Linked DNA regions of Cricetulus griseus: region 2 is linked to region 1. Evidence: chromatin contacts called from public Hi-C data. All regions are on one chromosome and are shown on one strand. Each heading gives the region's core, a stretch centred on a gene start, on an enhancer-like site or on the middle of the called end of the contact. The rest is flanking DNA. Distances are from core to core; before and after follow the strand shown. Region 1 holds the start of Fen1 (flap endonuclease 1). Region 2 holds the start of Fads3 (fatty acid desaturase 3).

Region 1 (4,583 bases), core at 761-3,260:
GGCAGGCAGGCAGGCAGGCAGGCAGGCAGGCAGGCAGGCAGGCAGGCAGGCAGGCAGGCAGGCAAGCAAGCAAGCAAGCGAGCTGGGCAGTGGTGGCGCATGCCTTTAATCCCAGCACTTGGGAGGCAGAGGCAGGTGGATCTCTGTGAGTTCGAGACAAGCCTGGTCTACAAGAGCTAGTTCCAGGACAGCCTCCAAAGCCACAGAGAAACCCTGCCTCAAAAAACAAAAACCAAAGAAAGAAGAAAGAAAACCCTATCCTAGGAGTTCTAATTGTTCCCAATCTTACTCCATGGTATCTTCTCTGAAGCCTATGTGACACTTATACTCCCCTTCCTGAGTCCCAACACCTCAGTAGGAACAGCATCAAAATCTACCTGTACAGTATGGGAGCCTAATTAAAAGTCCCACCTCCCTCTTTCGATCAGCCGTGTGTTCTTCCTGCCATCCTTCCTCTCTTCTTCCTGTCTGTATTATTGTGGTTCCCCTATGAATACAAGCAGCCAAGTCCAGCCTTAGGGCTGAGGATTATAGCTCACAGGTACAGCAGCTTTGCCTAGCAAGGCTGAAGTCCCCGGCTGAATCCCCAGCACCAGAAATCAAATAAAAAGCCCAGCTTCGAATCCAGCCACCACCCATGAAACCACTTGATGTGTCCTGTGCATAACAACAGGGACTGACCTAGGGCCTCACATATGCTAGCGCCAGCAAGCGCTCTACACTGAGCCACATCTTCAGCTCTGTGAAACACAATTAAGGCACTTACTCTGTGGTATGAGTTGTGAAAGAATCATTTCTGCCTTGCAAAACTGGCCAACACCAGGTGGAAAGCACACATCACCAGATGGTGTGCCAGTGTTGCCCACCCAGTGCTCTGGTTCATGTCTCACTGCTTTGCTAGAATGAGTACAAGACAGCACCCATCCTGTCACAGAGGATACACTGTTCTGTCTTGATGCCATCTCAGTCCCGCCTCCACAGGATGTCCCAGATAGCAAACCCTTACATGAAATGGCTGCATGGAGGATAAAACGCCTCCCTCAGCCAGAAATATCAGAAAGCACAGTGTCTCGGGAGGCTGCAGAGATGGCTCAGAGGTTAACTGGCTGTTCTTCCAGAGGACCGGGGTTCAATTCCCAGCACCCACATGGCAGCTCATACCTGTAACTCCAGTCCCGGGGCTTCTGACACCCTCACACAGACATACATGCAGGCAAAACACCAATGACCATAAAATTATTTTTTTAAAAAAATATCCTGGACCAAAAAAAAAATAAAATAAAAAAATAAAAAACAGCACAGAAGAGGAGGAGGAGGAAGAAGGAAGGAGAGGGGGGGAGGAAGGAAGAAAAAGAAAGAAAGAAAGAAAGAAAGAAAGAAAGAAAGAAAGAAAGAAAGAAAGAAAAGGACGCAAGCAGTGTCTCTTGATGTCAGCAGACCTTGGACCCATTTCCTAAGAGGTACAAAACCTCCTCACAAGGGCCCTCGGAGAAACAGGCTCTGCTCTCTCCGGGTGGACTGAGGTTCTGCTTCGGAATCCCCGAACTGCCAGCTAACAAACTCCCCTAGCAATACCCTGTTAGTCGTCTTCCTCTTGCAGTACCCCGCAGACCCGGGCAGGAAACGGACTGAACAAGTCGTTTCTAGTGTTTCTAAAATAAGGCCGTAGTCCTCGCGGGGAAAGGTTATTACCTACTTCCTACCGGTGAAGAGACGGAGGCTCCCAGCAGCGCGAATGGTCAAAGCCGGGGCCGCCTGGTGCTGCTCCCGCGGTAACTCGTCGCTCTCAGCACCGCTTCCGCGAGGCCTCACCCTCCCTCGGCAGCTAGCGGTGGTCCGGCATCCACGGAGTCCTCAGAACCGACTCGAGCGCGTTCTTCTGATGTAGAGCCGAAGTCGTTTCCAGCTTCGCCGCCTTCCAAAGCCCGCGCTCCGGTCACGTGACCCGCCCTCCGCGAACAGCCTCCTGGGAAATATAGTGCAGTCTCTGCCACTTCAGACCGCAGCTTTCATAGTGGACCTTATTTCCGGGGAAAACGGATTAAAACAGAGACTCTGCACTACCCCCTCTCACATTCCAACCCCATGTCACTCACATAGGTCTTCAGAGTCCCAGTTACCGTTACACCTGAAACCGCGGGACTACAAGTCCCACAATGCCACGCGCGAGGGACCACATCCTCTTCCTGTTGCTCAACGCGCTTGCTCTTGCCGACGTGTTCTTCCGGTGGTGGACCGGTGGTTTATCGTGTGCGGGGCAAAATGGTGAGATGGTGGGAGTTGCGGACAGGGCTGTGGGCCAGGACTCCTGGGTATCCGGTCCACACCGCGTTCTTCCGCGGAGTCGTCAGCATTCCGTGTCCCCAGGGTGGGTCGCTGCTGGAGCCCATGTTTAGCTGAGGAACGGGGAAAGCAAGCCCCTTGCCGAGAATTTCTCAGACTGAGGTTTCCATCACAATGGGCTTATGATATTGTTGATCATAAGGCTGAGGGGCGTGGGGTGCACGTTGAATACCTTCGCGCGTTTATTTCTCTTTCCTATGATCAGTTATCGCTATCTGGAAAGTTTCCCTTGCTGAATTCATCCCGCAAGGCCCTTGGATACATGTCATTACCTGGTGAAACACTTGCAACTCTCACAGGCACTTGTCTGTTTTCTGGGCTCTTACAGTCTCTGTACACCTCTTGCCACGTTTCGTGGACCTCTTTTTTATCTGCCACGCCTCCTAGTGACCACCATCTGACGTGCATCTAGTTCTGGGGTGATGTCTATTCTTCTTTGTATTCTTGTTGCCAAACACTGGGCCTGCAATTGGAGGCTCCATAAATGGCAGCAATTGTCTTTGGCTTTTATAGGGGGGAAAGGGGGACATAATTGTTTACTGAATTGAATTCCTGTGTCTCTTAGAACAATGGGTTCAGTTTACTTCTCTGGAGTTGTTATGTTCTGGACTTTAGAGGCATTGGCTGGCAAGTGACAATGGAAGTTAACATTTGTACAGAACTTTGCATTTATAGTCCTTTCACAGGCATTATCTCATAATCTTCTCTACAACCTTAGGAAGGAAACAAATACCTATTGAGCAGTTACTCCATGGCAGGCAGTCAACTAGATGTGTCAACATTTATCATCTTTCTCCAATCCTGCATCAGACCTGTGAAACCAATACTTGTTATAACTACGTAACTCAAACTCCAGTGATTCAGTAAAGCCAGAATTATCACAGTTGTCTTCTGCCAGGAGATCCCTGTGGTTCCCTCCTAAGAATGCTCTTGAATTAGAACTTGAGGTCTTCGTATTAGTCTAGGCTTCAGCTTCCTGCACAAATTAGTGGTTTAGAGTCTGGACACAGGTCCAAAAGCAATGGAAATTGTGGACAAGCTTTTTCTTTGTTTTTTCTCCAGACAGATCCATGATTGTCTTAGTGATCACTGGCTAGAAAATCCTAGGAGCCATTTATCTCTATCCCTTCCTATGCCTGAGCCTCTGACTCAGCTGCTCTTATCGTACCAAAAGAAAAGCTGCTGCCTCCATACTTTTTTGTTGTTTTTTTGTTTTGTTTTGTTTTGTTTTTTTCCCAGTGCTGGAGATCACACCCAAGACTTCATTCATGCTATGCAAATGCTCTACTACAAAGCTTGCCATGTCCCTACTTTAAGATGTGACTATAAGGCTGGGAAGATGGTTCAGTGGGTAAAAGTGTTTGGTGTGCAAGCCAAAAACCTGAGTTTGCATCTTAGAACCCACATTATTTTTGAAAGCCAGATGTGGTAATCTCAGAACTCAGATAGCAGGATGGAAAATGGAACCAGAAGAATTGCTCAGAAGCCTGGGGGCCAACTAACCTGGAGTACTTGTCACAGTGACCAAAAACAAAACAGAACAAAAAAACCCAAGAGAGATCTTGCCTCAAACACGGCAGAAAGTGGCTCAGAAAATTGTCCTGTAGCCTTCTCACAAATTTAAAGAAAAAGTGGATAGGGAGGCTGACCTGCAAAATGGCTCAACAGGTGAACACTCCTACTGTCCAGCCTTGTAACTTGAGTTCAGTCCTAGGACCCACATGGTGTAAGGAGAAAACCAACTTTAGCAAATTGTCTTCTGATCGCCCATGCACTTGATGGTACCTGCACCCACACTCACAGAGCAGATAAACGTGTAAAATATAAAAATGCATACACACACTCACATAGAGACAAACACACATACAAAATTATTGTAATTTCCATTCCCAGAGTAAATTACTTGAAGGAGTTCTGCATTTCCCAGGCTGAAATGTGCCTCTAACAGTCTCAATAATACATGGCTGTTCCAGGGTCTCCCCAGATTGAAACTAAAACTGATCTTTCTTCCCTAGGAGCTCGAGGCCATGAGTCGGTACACTAGCCCGGTCAACCCGGCTGTCTTCCCACACCTGACTGTGGTACTTCTGGCCATTGGCATGTTCTTCACCGCCTGGTTCTTCGTGTATCCTTTTACTGAACAGCCAGGGAACCAGAACTAGTGGCGTAAGAACTGAGGAAGAAACCACATTGGGTAACTGTGCCCTGCTACTTTTTTCCTTTGTGGTGGGGTTGAGACA
Region 2 (4,583 bases), core at 1,144-3,643, 160 kb before region 1:
CACACACCCTGGCAGTGGCCCAATGGCAGCTCAGGAATGTCGAGTGATGCCTCTCCCTTTCTAAGTGGTCTGAGAGGCCTCAGCTGCCCGGATTTGAGGATTTGGGGACAATGGAGCCTCAAGTTCCCCCAGCCCCTGACTCCCTGCAAGTTGCAAGTTCTCCAGCGTCAGAGATCAGAGAGACAGAGTGGCCTAGGGATGACCCCAAGGCCTGCAGAGAATTAAAGTGGGAAGCTGTTTGTGTAGGAGGTAGGGAGAGGTCATTCATAGTTTAGGCTTTATAGAAACACAGAGCTAGATACAGGTGAAAAGGGGGCCCCCTTCCTCTTATATATTCCATGCTGGACTGAAGTGGCCAGAGAGGGTAGCATGGTTCAGGCCTTCTCTTGGTTTATCTAACCAGTCTGTCTAGCCTTCACTTTGCTGACTCTCCTGGTATGACTAGGACTTACCCAATCCCTAACTGCCTCCCATACCTAAATCCAGGCCAGACCCCCAAGGAAGGAGCCCTCGGATGGCTCTTGAGTCAGCCACATCATTATACTGAGAGGTGCTGAGATAGGAGTAAGGACTACACCCTATGGGCCACCAGGTTTGGATGCAAGAGCAGACTCTCTTCATCCCAGTGCTCAGTGTGACCATGTGGGGGCAGCAGTACCTGCTGTCCTCTTGGGCCTGGACTGTTGTCTGTACCCTCCAGGTGTGCAGAAATGGGGTTCCAGGATTCTGAAGGGCCCAGTAGAAGAGGACTGAACAGCTCCTGTCTGTGGCAACATCATGGATCTCTGGTTGTCCTGGCTAAGCAAAGCAAGAGTTCCTTGAACTAGGGAGAACCAAGAAGCTCCCTTCTTCAAGCTCTGGTCTGCCTGCAGCACAAATCATGCATGGTCCTTCCATCTCGTGAGTTCTGCATCCTAAGACACATCAGCAGTAAGTTTGACATGTTCAGAAAATCCAGAAATTTCCAAAATGTGAAACAGGAATGTGCCACACTCCTTTCTCTCCATGTGAAGGAAGCAGTGTGTATGTAGGCTGGCCCTGCTGTCACCTCTTCTCCTTTCACGGGTCCTGACTATCTTCCCAACATTCTTTAGAGTATTGCTCGCCTCTGCTTCTCTTCCTGTCCTTGCATTTAGGCTTGTAATGGTTGCATCTGGGCTGAATGCTTTCAGTCTTTTTATTCTTGCCATTGTTCCCTAAACAATGCAGTGAGCAATTATTTATAGAGCATTTACATCACATTAGGCATTATAAGGAATTCAAAGATGATTTAAAGTGCATGGCAGGATGTGTGAAGGTTACATGCAAATATTTTATGTTGACAAGGAGTACAGGTTGATTTTGATATCCTTAAAGGCCAGGTCTCCTACAAATTCTTAGGTAGGCCAAGAGGAAATGTTAGCATATTGGAGAAATATACTTTAAGGTTCTGAAAAGATTTTCTCCAACCAGCAGGCCTGCCTCACCTTTCTGCCCTGAGCCACGTCACGATAGGGTGGAGTGAGGGATTCTGTTTTAACTAGCCCTCTGGGAAGTTCTGATAGAACTTCAAGTTTGCCAATTGTGGTTCCTGTTGGTGTGAATGCTTAACTTTTAAGGAATTGGTGTCGACCTCAAAGTAACATCGTACAATTTGGGAATGTAGCTACACTCTCAAGAGGATTTCAATTTAATAAGTCAAAAATACCACTGAAAGGGGGTGGGGTGGGGTGGGAGGTGGTAACAAGCAAGCCACCCATTGCAGGCTGGTCCATTCTTTCCTGGTACAGCGCTGCAGGCACCATTGCGGTCTGTTCCCTTCCTCCTCTGACCACCCTGGGCACCCCCAACCCTGTATGCAGCCAAAGGAGAGAAGAGGCTATCACCCCAGCAGATGGCTCTAAATGGCCTTCTCGTGTGGATGTTGAGGATTTGTTGTGGGGTGAGGTCCATTGTTTGGAGGCTGTTGACAGTCACCCCAGAGATAGTGTCCTCAACTATAGCCACCCGGAATGTATGGCTAAGGCCCCCGTGACATCCCTAACCACACTTCCCAGCCCCTTAGGGCTCAGACCCGGGCTCCTCTTGGGCCCCTGAGGGGCATAGTGGCCTGCCATTCTCTCGTACGCGACCGGGTCCCCATTCCTCCCACCCCCACACTCGGCCAAGCTGCGAGTCCGAGGAACTGGGGGCGGGACAGTGTCCCGGGGGCTGGGCCGGGCGTGGTGGCCCCCTAGGCCTTCGCGGGTGGGGCGAGCCCCTTCGCGACACCGCCCTCCCCCGGCAGCCAATGGAGGTGGAGGAGCCGCGCCGGGATTGGAGCGGGCTCGGGACTGGCCAGCGTGGGGGCCGGGACGAGGGGCGGGCGAGGCGAGCGCTGTCAGCGCGGTTATAAGGGAGGGAAAAGTTCCCTGCGCCGAGAGCCGGGCAGGCGCACGCTCATACGGCGGCCGCAGCGGCAGGGCGGGGCCGGCAGGGCGGGCAGCGGCGGAGGAAGACCCCAGATAGCGACCTCGCCTTCCACGGTGTCTCTGTCAGACCTCGGTCACATTCCGGGGTCCGGGGGACTTGTGCACAGCGGCTATGGGTGGCGTCGGGGAGCCCGGCGGGGGACCGGGGCCGCGGGAGGGGCCCGCACCGCTGGGGGCGCCCCTGCCCATCTTCCGCTGGGAGCAGATCCGCCAGCACGACCTACCAGGCGACAAGTGGCTGGTCATCGAGCGCCGTGTCTACGACATCAGCCGCTGGGCACAGCGGCACCCAGGGGGCAGCCGCCTCATCGGCCACCACGGCGCGGAGGACGCCACGGTAAGCTAACCCACAGCCTGCGGGGTGGAGCCTTGCGCTAACGGTGGGGAGGGAGACGTGGGTCGTAGGCTCCTAGCCTCATTCCACCTGCGGACCTTAGCATCCTTTCTGCTCTTTCTGACCTTTGACCCCACGCCCTGGCTCCAGAGTTGAGATGCAGCCAGGGCCAAGGAAGTCTCTTTCTTTCATGGAGGACCGGCTGTTGGTCAGTCTGTGCAATAGGTCTCTCCGGGAGGAATGGGCCCACTGAAGTGGGTGTGCCGTGAGGGGCAGATTCCACCCTAGGTAAGCACCCTTACTGTTGTACCGAGGGTCTCATTTCTGCTGTGAGTCTCTCAGACTAGTACCTGGTGCTTCCAAAGTGTGAGGGGCAGGGCTGGGTCCCTAACGACAGGGATATGCCATCAGAGACTGGGGGCTGGGCAGCAGAGCTTGGGCAGGGCCTGGAGGTCTGTGGCTTATCCAGCATTTGTGTAGACTGTTCTGAGGGCCAGTGACTCACCTCTGCTGGGCTGGCAGCTGCACGTGGGAAGACTTTGCCAGGCTGGGTGGGCCTCCACGGGAAGCACAGTCACCCCAGGCACAGGCTGGCCCCTGGGGACTCTGGCTTCCCATTCTCAGTCCACGTCTAGACAAGGAGGGATGTGGCTGGCCTGGAGCACTATCTGGCTGGAGCCCAGTGGTAAAACAATTTCCCAGACCCTTCCAGCCTCAGTCACCCTATGTGGACAAAGGTCGAGGCCATGAGGCTCTGCCCCCTACTCTCCAGAACTGTAGGTTAGTCACAATGGGTACCAGGGAGACCTTCAAGACTGGAGGGCATGGAGTCCTAATGGAAGAACTTGGTGGCAGCAGAGAAGATTCTGCTCTGTCCCAGGACTGTCACTGTCCCTCTTCTTTCCCATTCACTCCAAGCAACTGAGAGGCATAAGAATGAGAAGGTTCCTGAAAATCACCAACCTTGGGCCACAGTGTGGTGTGTGTGTGTGTGTGTGTGTGTGTGTGTGTGTGTGTGTGTGTGTGGTGCGTGTGCGCGTGGACCTACCTTCCTATGAGGGCATGGTGGGCATGAGGTGCCACGGCCTCTCCCACTGAGCCCTGGCAACTCCATGAGGATCATGTTATATAGCATAGGACAGGATGCTGAGCAGGAGAGGACAGCAGAGAGCACGGACTGATTGCTTTTTCCTGCTCAGGGCCAGACCTGGGGGGTGGGGGTCCTACATATGGGATTCCTAACTTTATATTTAGCTCAGTGCCCTGAGACCTCCATCTAATGATTTTGCTGTAGCCACCATTTTGATTTACAGCCAGTAAGGTCTGTCAGGAAAACATCTTTCTGTGTCTTGTGGCAGGGTTCTGGCTCTGCCGTTGAAGGCTCTGAGCTGTAATTCCTCTGAACCTCAGTTTCCTCATTGGTCAAGTGGGGAGAGCTGGGCCGTATAGTAAGCCAGCCAAGGGCAAGACTACACCTTCTCAACGATGCTGCTGTGTCACACTTGTATGTTCAATAACTGCTCTTTAGTATATGTATGCAAGCTGGAGAGAGCAGTGGGATTCTCACAGCATTCCCAAGCCTTTACTAGGTAACCTTGTCTGTCTCTGACCCTGTCTGTAAGAATAGATTGCTATAAGCCATAGACACTGGGGAAGAGTTGCCAAAAATACCTGGTGTGCTCAAATCAAAGGGCTGGGAGGGGCCTAGGTTCAGCAGACCCTAGTCTTTGTCTATGATGGACCCACAGGGCATACCAGGTGTTGAACTGGTCCAGTGCTCTGTGTGATCAAGTCTAGAT

Evidence for each region. A called contact is a pair of places that touch in the nucleus more often than the background predicts.
Region 2: a Hi-C map of fibroblasts shows a contact between it and region 1, with 5 times the contacts expected there. The contact joins the promoter of Fads3 here to the promoter of Fen1 in region 1. A contact is called at or near these places in 4 of 8 Hi-C or Micro-C datasets (the CHO-K1 cell line, fibroblasts and liver).

What each region holds. Positions count from the first base shown.
Region 1 is chr3:50,246,683-50,251,265 of CriGri-PICRH-1.0, reverse strand. Fen1 (flap endonuclease 1) reads right to left here and starts at 2,010. Exons shown (of 2, transcript XM_027406738.2): 1 at 1,704-2,010. It overlaps LOC118237682 (transmembrane protein 258), which reads left to right and starts at 2,136. Exons shown (of 4, transcript XM_027406739.2): 1 at 2,136-2,265; 2 at 4,359-4,468. The coding sequence starts at 2,263.
Region 2 is chr3:50,408,245-50,412,827 of CriGri-PICRH-1.0, reverse strand. It overlaps Fads3 (fatty acid desaturase 3), which reads left to right and starts at 2,393. Exons shown (of 12, transcript XM_027406730.2): 1 at 2,393-2,787. The coding sequence starts at 2,563.